Linked DNA regions of Sus scrofa: region 1 is linked to region 2. Evidence: chromatin contacts called from public HiChIP or PLAC-seq data. All regions are on one chromosome and are shown on one strand. Each heading gives the region's core, a stretch centred on a gene start, on an enhancer-like site or on the middle of the called end of the contact. The rest is flanking DNA. Distances are from core to core; before and after follow the strand shown.

Region 1 (4,688 bases), core at 1,886-4,385, 290 kb before region 2:
CTCAACAAGTGTAGGATGTTTGACTTTAGAACTGCGAAGCCTGTTGCAAGGCAGTCCTGAGGGGCTGTTCCAGGGTCACCTAACACCTCAGACACTGTCCCTTTCTCTGTTACGTACTTTTCCTTGCAGTTTAGGTTCAGCTCGGCTTAACTGCACATAGTAGGTCTTCTGACAGTGACAGCTGGGTTGGCTCAGTCCTCCCAACTCCCAGGGGAGTCCTTGAAAGGGCCAAGCTTCCAGCATGCAAGTCTCACCACTAGCGGGATGCTGGCGAATTCAGACTCAGCAGGGCCTAGGAAAGAAGATGCACCCAAGAAAAGCTAGCTGCTCCCGGGCACGTATGGCTGCTCAGACAGTAGACTGTTGAGAGCTGCAATGGTGCCTGGGGACCACCTGGTCCTGGACCGTCATGCAGGATGACAGGATGGCAAGCAGGAGCCGAGAGAGGGGAAGGACATGGGGAGACAAGGATCAAGAGGGACTGGAACCCATCTGGCTGGGTCTAAGAAGGGCCCTGGTTGTCTCATCCGGCCTGAAATGTGACCTCAGCAGGCTCTTCCCTAGAAATAAGGAGTGGGGTGCTTTTAGCTTCCCTGTGGAAAGTGGAGTCCTGGAGCCCAGAGGGAGCTCCCTCGGGTGGCAGGCCAACACCTGCATTACAAACATCGCTATGTTTTATTTTTCCCTCTTGAGGCCAGAAGAGTTAACTGGTACACTAAACACACATGCACCCAGGGGAGAGGAATTTGCACATGTGTGTGCACACCCACATACTTATATACCCCCTTGCACACTTCAGTGTAGGTACACACACACACTCCAGTGCTGGCCCAGACGCACGGCGCACACACATCTTCTGACAGCTTGCACAGGCAAGTGGCGGGTCCCCAGGGGAGCTGTGTGAGCAGTGGTGTGCAGAAACGATTCAATCACCATGCACATCTGCAGCTCGGATCCCCTGGGGCGAGCGATGCCGGCAGCAGAGGTGGGGGGGCTGTACCTAGTCTGCAGAGCAGATCCTGCGTTCCAAGACATCACCAGGGCCAGGGAGCTTGGGACCTGCCCGCCGCTCAGTCTGGCAGGACAGCGTGGGGTTCCAGTGGACCCACCCCAGCCAGCCCCTTTCTAGCTCTTGGACTCCAAGAGGGGCAAATACTGTGGGCCCCACGTTCAGCGATGACCTGCACGTGACAGTGTCAGTCCAGGTCCTCCTTGGCCTGGCCCCCGGTTCCCACCACTCCTCACCAGATCCCATGTCCTCCACCGTATGCTGCTCCCTGCCTCCTGGACTGCATTCTGAAGGTCACACCTCCAGGTCTTTGCCTCTGTGCCTCAGCCCAGAATGCCTGGCCCCCTTCTCCATTAAGGCCTGGTTCAACGACCACCCTCTCGGTTGTCTATTCCTATGTCCTCAGTGCCCCCGTCATGCACCCCAGCTTGGTGGCACTAGACCAGTGGGGTGTCTTTGCATCAGTCTCCCCCATCAGCTGGGATATCTTCTAGTTATGGATTCCCACAGCTTAGCCTAGAGCCTGGTACTCAACAATGCTCATCAGATAGATGGATAGATGGGTGGACAGATGACCATCACTGGGCCCAGAGTGGCAAGAAAATTCAATGACTCAGCCCTAATCAGAGCATCGCAGGACTGAAAGAGACTCTGACAACCCGGTCTGGGGTTCCCGAAGAGTGATGCATATAACCACTGGTAGAATAAGGAGGATTTTAGGTGGGAAGACATTTACATTTTCATAGTGAAGGATGTGGACTAAAACAATGATCACTGGTGAGTTGGTGGATATTATTATTTAGGATAGGATTAAATTAGGGAGGGATGGCAGACCTAAACAGACTAAAGGAACATCTTAACCAGTATAAATGGAAGAAAGTGACTGAGGTTAAGAAAGCACTGTAGTTTGATGCCTTCCTCATCTTTTTTTTTTTTTTTTTTTTTTTTTGGCTTTTCTTTAGGGCCGCACCCACGGCATATGGAGGTTCCCAGGCTAGGGGTCCAATAGGAGCTACAGGCTGCTGGCCTATGCCACAGCCACAGCAATGCCAGATCCGAGCTGCATCTGCCACCTACACCACAGCTCATGGCAACGCTGGATCCTTAACCTGCTAAGCGAGGCTGGGGATCGAACCTGCAACCTCATGGTTCCTACTCGGATTCGTTTCGCTTCGCCACGACAGGAATCCCATGCCTTTCTCATCTTAAAGATAAAGGAAGCAGAAGCTTGAGTCTGGTGCCTTAGACCCCTCAGCCATCCTGACATGGATTAGCAATGAGATCCTGCTGTGTAGCACTGGGAACTATGTCTGGTCACTTATGATGGAGCATGATAATGTGAGAAAAAAGAATGTATACATGTATGTGTAACTGGGTCACCATGCTGTACAGCAGAAAAAAAATTGTATCGGGGAAATAACAATTAAAAAATATAAAAACAAATAAATAAAAAATAGAAAAAAAAAAAAGAGAGATAAAGGAGCTCAGAGAGATGTAGCAGCTCCCTGTGGTCACACAGCAGGTGACACTTCCACACCCAATCTTCGGTGCCTACACTGGGTACACTGCCTGGAGACAGAGGAAGAGGGTGGTGGTGAGGCAAAGACAGTCAGAGTGACTTTGTGCCCTACCCCAGGGAAGTTAGGAGGAGAAGCAGAGGGACAGAACGTGAGGGGGGAGGAGGGAAGAGGCAGCTCCAGGCAGCTGACCAGGACCAGCTGCTTCCCATTCTTGGCCGGGCAACTGGAGCAGGCCCTTGGGTCAGCTTGTGGCCTTGCACAGGGTGAGGTCCCTGGGTAGGGGGTGGGTCCCGAGAGCCAGATCGTCTTGGCTGTGAGGCCGTGGGGCGGGGGGGGCGCTTTATCTCCCGGAGCCTGTGCTCTCATCTGTCAGGCAGAAAGGTGCATCCCTTCCCTAACCCACTGGGCTGAGGAGCTGAGTAAGTGAAGTGGCTCAGGGTAGAGTGTTCAGAAAAGGGAAATCCTGATTTGGACAAGAGCTCGTCCCAAACCAGGTCCCCCTCCTCAACTCGGGGAATGCCCCTAGGCCAAGACTCTGCACCCGCTGGCCCCAGAGGCTTTGGCTTGACACTTGAGGATCCTGGAAGGGTAGACCTACTTCTCTCCATGACCCAATCTCCCAGTACCCACCCTATGGGAACCCCCACTGTCAATGGTGGTTAAAGGGACAACACAACGTACCCTGGGTGTTTCAGACTGGGGGCTTCCTGAGGGCCAGCCCCACACAGCTATGTATACCTGACAACCTGTTTAGGGGCACAGGAGTTCATCTAGAGAGGGAGGCTGGCTGATCTAGGAGAAAATGTTGATGTTGCCCTGACACATATCCCGACCCACCCTGAGCTGGGAATCTGCACTCTGGGTGTCCCATCCCTCTGGGGCATGTGACACCTTAGCAGGCCCAGGCTACGTCCTTGAGGCCAAATCCTCCTGCCACCTTCTGGCTAGACTCCAAATCCATGACCTCACAGGGAACTTTCCCTGACAGCTTCTCTCCCCCAGAGGTGAAGGAGGGCCAGCTTCAGCTCTGGATAAGGTTGCTAGATTTGCTCTCATCCCCAAGGCTATGCCACCACTGCTTTTTGTTTCCTCGGCATGGAAAGAGAAAGCGGCAACTATTGAAGCTATATGTGCCAGATACTAGGTTCTCTACTCATATCACCTTAAGCCTCAGAATTCCACTGTGATGTTCTAATTATTATTACCATACTATAGAAGAAGAAACTGAGGCTCAGAAAGTTCTGATGACTTGCTCAGTGCCACACTACTGAAAGTGGCAGTGCCAGGACTTGAGCCCCAGTCTGGTTATACAGCTCATGATGTTTTATTGCATCATGCTCTCCATGGAATGTGGCAGGCTTCCTCCTCATTTCCTTCCCTGCCCCTGTGTGTGAGAAAGGTGACTGTCACTGCTGTATAACCCTGAGGACAGTGCAGAGACAGGGAGTCACAGCATGATGCTGTCTGGTGCTGGGTCTGGACCGCAAGCTTTCCCTAGAATAGAAGTGCCCATGCAGTGACCCTGATCTGGCCTACGATTCCAAAGGTTCATGCACCATGAAATGGGGAAGAGGGAGGGTGGAAATAATTTCCTCAGGACATTGGGAGGACACAGGGTGAGATGAAGCTGGAGATGGAGCCAGGGTTCCCGACCACCAGCTGGTATCCTCCAGAAGGCTATAAATACCCTGCAGATGTTCTTACAGCTCCAGCTTTTCAGACAAAGAGGTGTTCTCCACTGTCCCTTCTCTACCCCAGCTCAAGACTCCAAATCCACCCACCTGGCATTCTCTAGGAGCTCCAGACAGGGGCAGGGCGGACGGTATGTCCGTGGGAGAGTCAGAGCTAGACGAGCCTTCAAGGACCAACTAGCACAGGAATGGCAGGGCTGTGGTGTGTGGGACGCCACCCCCACCTCCTGCACCCATAACAGGCATGGCTAATCAGTCACGCACTTTTCCCACTGGGTCCAGACATGCTCAACCAATCCTCCACACTGTTCCCTGCTGTCCAGCCATTCTTTTGTGTGTGGGTGGGTGGGTGTTTGCCTTTTCTAGGGCCACTCTCGCGGCATATGGAGGTTCCCAGGCTAGGGGTCTAATCAGAGCTGTAGCCGCTGGCCTACGCCAGAGCCACAGCAACACCAGATCCGAGCTGCG
Region 2 (4,374 bases), core at 1,399-3,898:
AATAGCAGCACCTACTCCATAGGGTTGTTATAAGGATGAAATAAATTTATATGGGTAAGAGGCATAGAGCTGGTTAACCACATCAGTGGTAATTAGTGGTAGTAAGCACTAATTAGTGGTGGCAGCGGTAGCGGTGGATGCCTTGGGTCTGGGGAGGGGACTGGGCCACTCTTCTGGCTCTTTTTGTTCCTGCCATTGGCCAGGGCCTGGAGCCCAGATGGGCATCTGTGTCCCGTCTTGTCCCTCCCTTCCTCTTATCCCTGTCTGGCTGCCCTGGGGGGTATGTGGAGAGCAGGGCGGGTGGGGGTGGGGAGGGGCACTTCTGTGTCCTTGGTCCCTGGGAACCAGCTGGAGAATACATGTGAGGCCCTGAACATTCCAAGATAATGTTAGCCAGATCCAGCGCCCAGCCCAGCCCTGGCTGTGATGAATTCCAAATGGTGTAGAGGCCTCAGTGCCCAGGAGTAGCCGGGGCCATGGTCCTGCCTGGGCCTGGGGACTGTCATTCAAGCCAACAAGGACCCGACCTCCCCCCGCTGCCCAGGAGCTTTCCTTTCTCCTCCTGGCCCTGGGCCCGGCCTCTGGCTGGTGGTCCCGTGGTACTCCCTGGCTAGCCAGAGGCCCAAGGAGCAGAAATTTATTCAGAGGGCCCCTAACCTAGTAACAAGTCCTCCCTCCCTGTACTCTGACTGAGCTCTAGAAAAGCAGGCTGGGCTAGGACATCAAAGGCAGCCTCCAGCCCCGCTTGCCTGGCCTCCTGCATCGTGCCCACCTCACCCCCTTTCCTTCCTGTCTTTAACCAGCAGCTGCTGAACTGATTCAATGCGGCAGGTGTGGGCGGGGCTGTCGTGGTGAAGCCTGCATGGCCCCTGACCTTGAGTTCTTCTTGGGGGAAAGGGACAAGCCACAGCTGATGTAGTGTGGAGATAACGGGCTGCGAGCAGGGACATGCGGCTTCTACAGAGGTCTAGCCCAGGCTGGGTGTGTGCACGGGATACCTAGGAAGGTGTTCTGGGGAGAGGTGGAAGCTCAGACATGATTTGACAGTAGGAGTCATCCAGGCAGGGATGGAGAAGGCAACAGTCTTGCAGGCAAAGATAGTGGTGTCTGCAAAGCCAGGGAAGTGGGGGGTGTTGTGGGGAGAGAGGAGGCAGCAACAGCAGGCAGCAGGTAGCTCCTTTTGTCTGAGCATCACGTGTGGGGGTGTGAGTGGTGACAGTGCACTGGAGAGGTGATCAGGACTGGGTAAGGAGGCCTTGGTACCCGTGCTATGGAGTTCAGACTCTGCACTGAGGAGGGCAATGATGGCCAGGGAGTGGGATTGTGGTAGGTGAACAGAATGACCCTATTCTTTCTTGCTTTAGGAAGAGTACATCCGGAAATGATGAAGGGGAGGAGGCAAGCTTGGAGACAGGGAAGCATCCCAGAGCTGTTGCTTCATCTAGGAAGGAGGGAATGGTGGCTTGGCCCAGGGTGGTGGCTGTGGGGATGGAGGGGGACAGACAGACTTAAGAGCTTTGTGGTTGAGTGAATGTGTTAGCAGTTAAAAGGAAGAAAGAAGGCTGAAGATTGACACCTCTCTGCCAAGGTTTGCACAGCTTCTTCTTGCATACCTCCAGTTATAGGTGGCTCACTACCCAATTATTTAGTAAGGTGGTAGTTACTTACTTCAATTTAAATCTGTCCACATGTGCATCTTAAGACCACAAAAACAAGCCTAGGCCTTATTCTATTAGTAGCCTTCCAGGTCTTTGAAGGCAGGATAGTCACACATATTCTCCTTTTCCCCACCTTCATCTTTGATGTTGTTATTGTTATGAGAAGGTCCTCAGATTTCTCCATCTAATTTGGACATTTTATCCTACTCTACTCTATTCTATGTTTTTTTTTTTTTTTTTTTTGGCAGACAAGAATACCAAATAATGAATTTACAAAGAGAGCTACCTACATCTGTTATGTTGAGTAGAATAGCCTCATCCTCTGTTCAGCATGCTCTCTTCTGGTAGATTATTCTAGCAGGAAGTCAAATCATAATTAGTAGGTCCCTTCGTAAGCATGAACAGAGAGTCAAGAGAATTAGCTCACTGATGTCAAGATGCTCAGAAAGTAAGTAATTTGCCCAAAGTCACACTAATAGAAGTAGCACAAGAACACAAATCCAGGTCTGTCTGGCTGCAGAACCCAAGCCTACACTCTTGCTCCTCTTCTGCAGAGATGGTTGGGATGGGAGGGCATGGTGGAGGTGGGGTGGATGAGAGGCAAAAGCCCAGGAAGGGAGCAAGTGCAGAAATCCAGAACAGAACCATGTGGCAGAAGTGGGGAGACGGAGAGCCTGAGAGGAGGCCAGTTTGGAGGTGGCCCTCATGGGATGTGGCTTGAGAGTGAGGGGCTTTGAGGAGCCGTTGGTGACCCCAAATGCTGGTTGGTGGTGTTCTTTGTTCCCCAAAGGTGTGTCCAGTAGGAGTGATTTAGCAGTGGTAGTGGGAGGGGATGTTGAGCCCGGATGTGATGGAGGTGCCTGGGAGACCCCCCAGGAGAGGTCCAGCAGGCAGCGGCTCCTGACAGTGAAGCATCACTCTCATGCCTGTCTGCCTAGTGACTCTCAGTGCAGATCCCTCCTGGGCTGTTCCACAGCTGGCCAAACTCCAGGCTCAGGACAAAGGATCCCTGTCCTCTCCAGCACAAGGCTGATCTCCATGGGAGCCCCCTCCAGCACAGCCGAGGGGCCACTCATCAACAGACAGGACTCGCTGCCTCGAACGACTCTGCAGGGCCAGGCCATGGTCCCCAGAGACTTGCTTCCAGGAATCACCATGCTGACAGTTACTGGCACATCCAGGGACCTCTGGGGACATCTAGGGACGGTGGAGCTGTCCGTCTGGAGTCAGGCTGGCTGATCTGGAAGAATCTGGGTCAGAACAAGCCCAGAGAAATTCAGGGCTCAGGCAGCTCACTGCAGTGGAGTAAGAGGTGGCTGGGCATCGCCCCGCACTCAGTGTGGCCAGAACACTCCCCGCACAGATGCTCTTACCGACATTGGCTGATGCTCCTGTCAGGAGGTGGCCCTGACAGCTGTGTGACCTTAGACACTCCCAAGCTCTTTGAGCCTCTGCCTTCAGCCTGGGCACAGAGAGAAGTAATCATCCTTCTTTTTCCCCCTGCTTTCTTCACAGAGTTGTTGTCAAACAAATGAGGTAATAAATGAAAAAGTGTGTTCTCAGCTATACTGCAAGGCTGTGTGAGAGATAAACAAACCTAGTGAATACACAGACACACACACGCACACACGTACGCATGAGAGAGAACGAGAGAGGAACAGAGATGCAGAGAAAAAAGAGAAAAGGAGAATCGGGTGAATCAAAAGTAAGTCAGAAGAGTGAGAGCGCAGAGGTGGGTGAACGAGGTCAGGGTCTGGGGACATAGGGACAGAGTGGGGGATACAAGGAGGAGGGAGGGGTCAGGAGAGGGGATTGTGGGCCCGGCTGACCCTCACTTCTTCCCAGGGGGGCACTGCAGGCTCTGGCAAGGCCCCTCCTGGTTGGGGCAAGGTGTCCACAGGCTATCTGCAGGTGTGGAAGTCTTGTAGTGCCCCTGAACCCACCATGGCCATACACCCAAATCCTGCCCCAGAGAGACCCAGCAAGGAGCACTAAGCTGTGATGTGAAGTGCCAGTCTGCCTGGCACCAGTGGCCCTGCTCAGAGGTGGACCTGGCAGTAGGGCACTGGGCTCTGGGCTCTGGCTCTGCAGCCACCTGCTGAGTGTCTTATGCTGAACTCCCCCTTCTAGGCCTCAGCTTCCCCTCTGTGAGTCAGTGCTCCCTTAGGGCCCTGACTCTGAGTTCAGAGACCCAGGCAGCCTGGTGTCATGCTTCCTCCCCTTGAATGAAGGCAGCCATGACCTTTTTCCACTTTGCCATGATTATCTGGAAGCTGAGTTTTTCCAGTTTCTGTTCTCTGTGCGTATGGCCTTTGTCCACCCTCCAACCCCTTGACTGGGTGTCTCCTCCCAAAATTTGGCTCAGGAAAGACTGAGACCCTTGATGACCCCCTGCAGGCAGTATCACACTGTAAGGAGCTGGACCACCCAAGACAGTTAAGTGGCTGTCGGTCTGGGTCCCAATATTCCAGAGAATGGAGTTCGGGGCATTAGGAAACATACACAAAGACTTTTCTTTTAAAGAGGAGGCCCTGCTTAGTGAAGAATCTTCATCAAGAATCTACAATGGGGAGTTACCGTTGTGGCTCAGTGGGTTAAGAACCCAACATAGTGTCTATGAGGATGCAGGTTCGATCAATGGCCTCACTCAGTGGGTTAAGGATCCTGCATTGCCGCAAGCTATGGCATGGGTCACAGACATGGCTTGGGTCTGGTG

What was found. HiChIP or PLAC-seq counts read pairs in DNA pulled down with a chosen protein or histone mark.
Region 1: a contact with region 2 is called in an H3K27ac HiChIP or PLAC-seq map of skeletal muscle. The contact joins two enhancer-like sites. A contact is called at or near these places in 5 of 47 Hi-C or Micro-C datasets (omental adipose tissue, psoas muscle, skeletal muscle and 1 more) and 1 of 2 datasets of contacts at active chromatin or transcription factors (skeletal muscle).

Annotation. Positions count from the first base shown.
Region 1 is chr14:81,526,993-81,531,680 of Sscrofa11.1, reverse strand. The region is part of intron 4 of ZMIZ1 (zinc finger MIZ domain-containing protein 1); the gene reads right to left. Among named protein-coding and RNA genes, the nearest start is that of TRNAK-UUU, 72 kb to the left of the region's middle. Within about 2 kb of position 3,135, at least 5 of the 83 cell types and tissues checked have an H3K27ac peak or open chromatin away from gene starts, as enhancers often do. A contact at or near this core is called in skeletal muscle, where this site is marked.
Region 2 is chr14:81,240,870-81,245,243 of Sscrofa11.1, reverse strand. All of the region lies in intron 4 of LOC106506054 (a long non-coding RNA gene), which reads left to right. Among named protein-coding and RNA genes, the nearest start is that of ZMIZ1, 170 kb to the left of the region's middle. Within about 2 kb of position 2,648, at least 12 of the 83 cell types and tissues checked have an H3K27ac peak or open chromatin away from gene starts, as enhancers often do. A contact at or near this core is called in skeletal muscle, where this site is marked.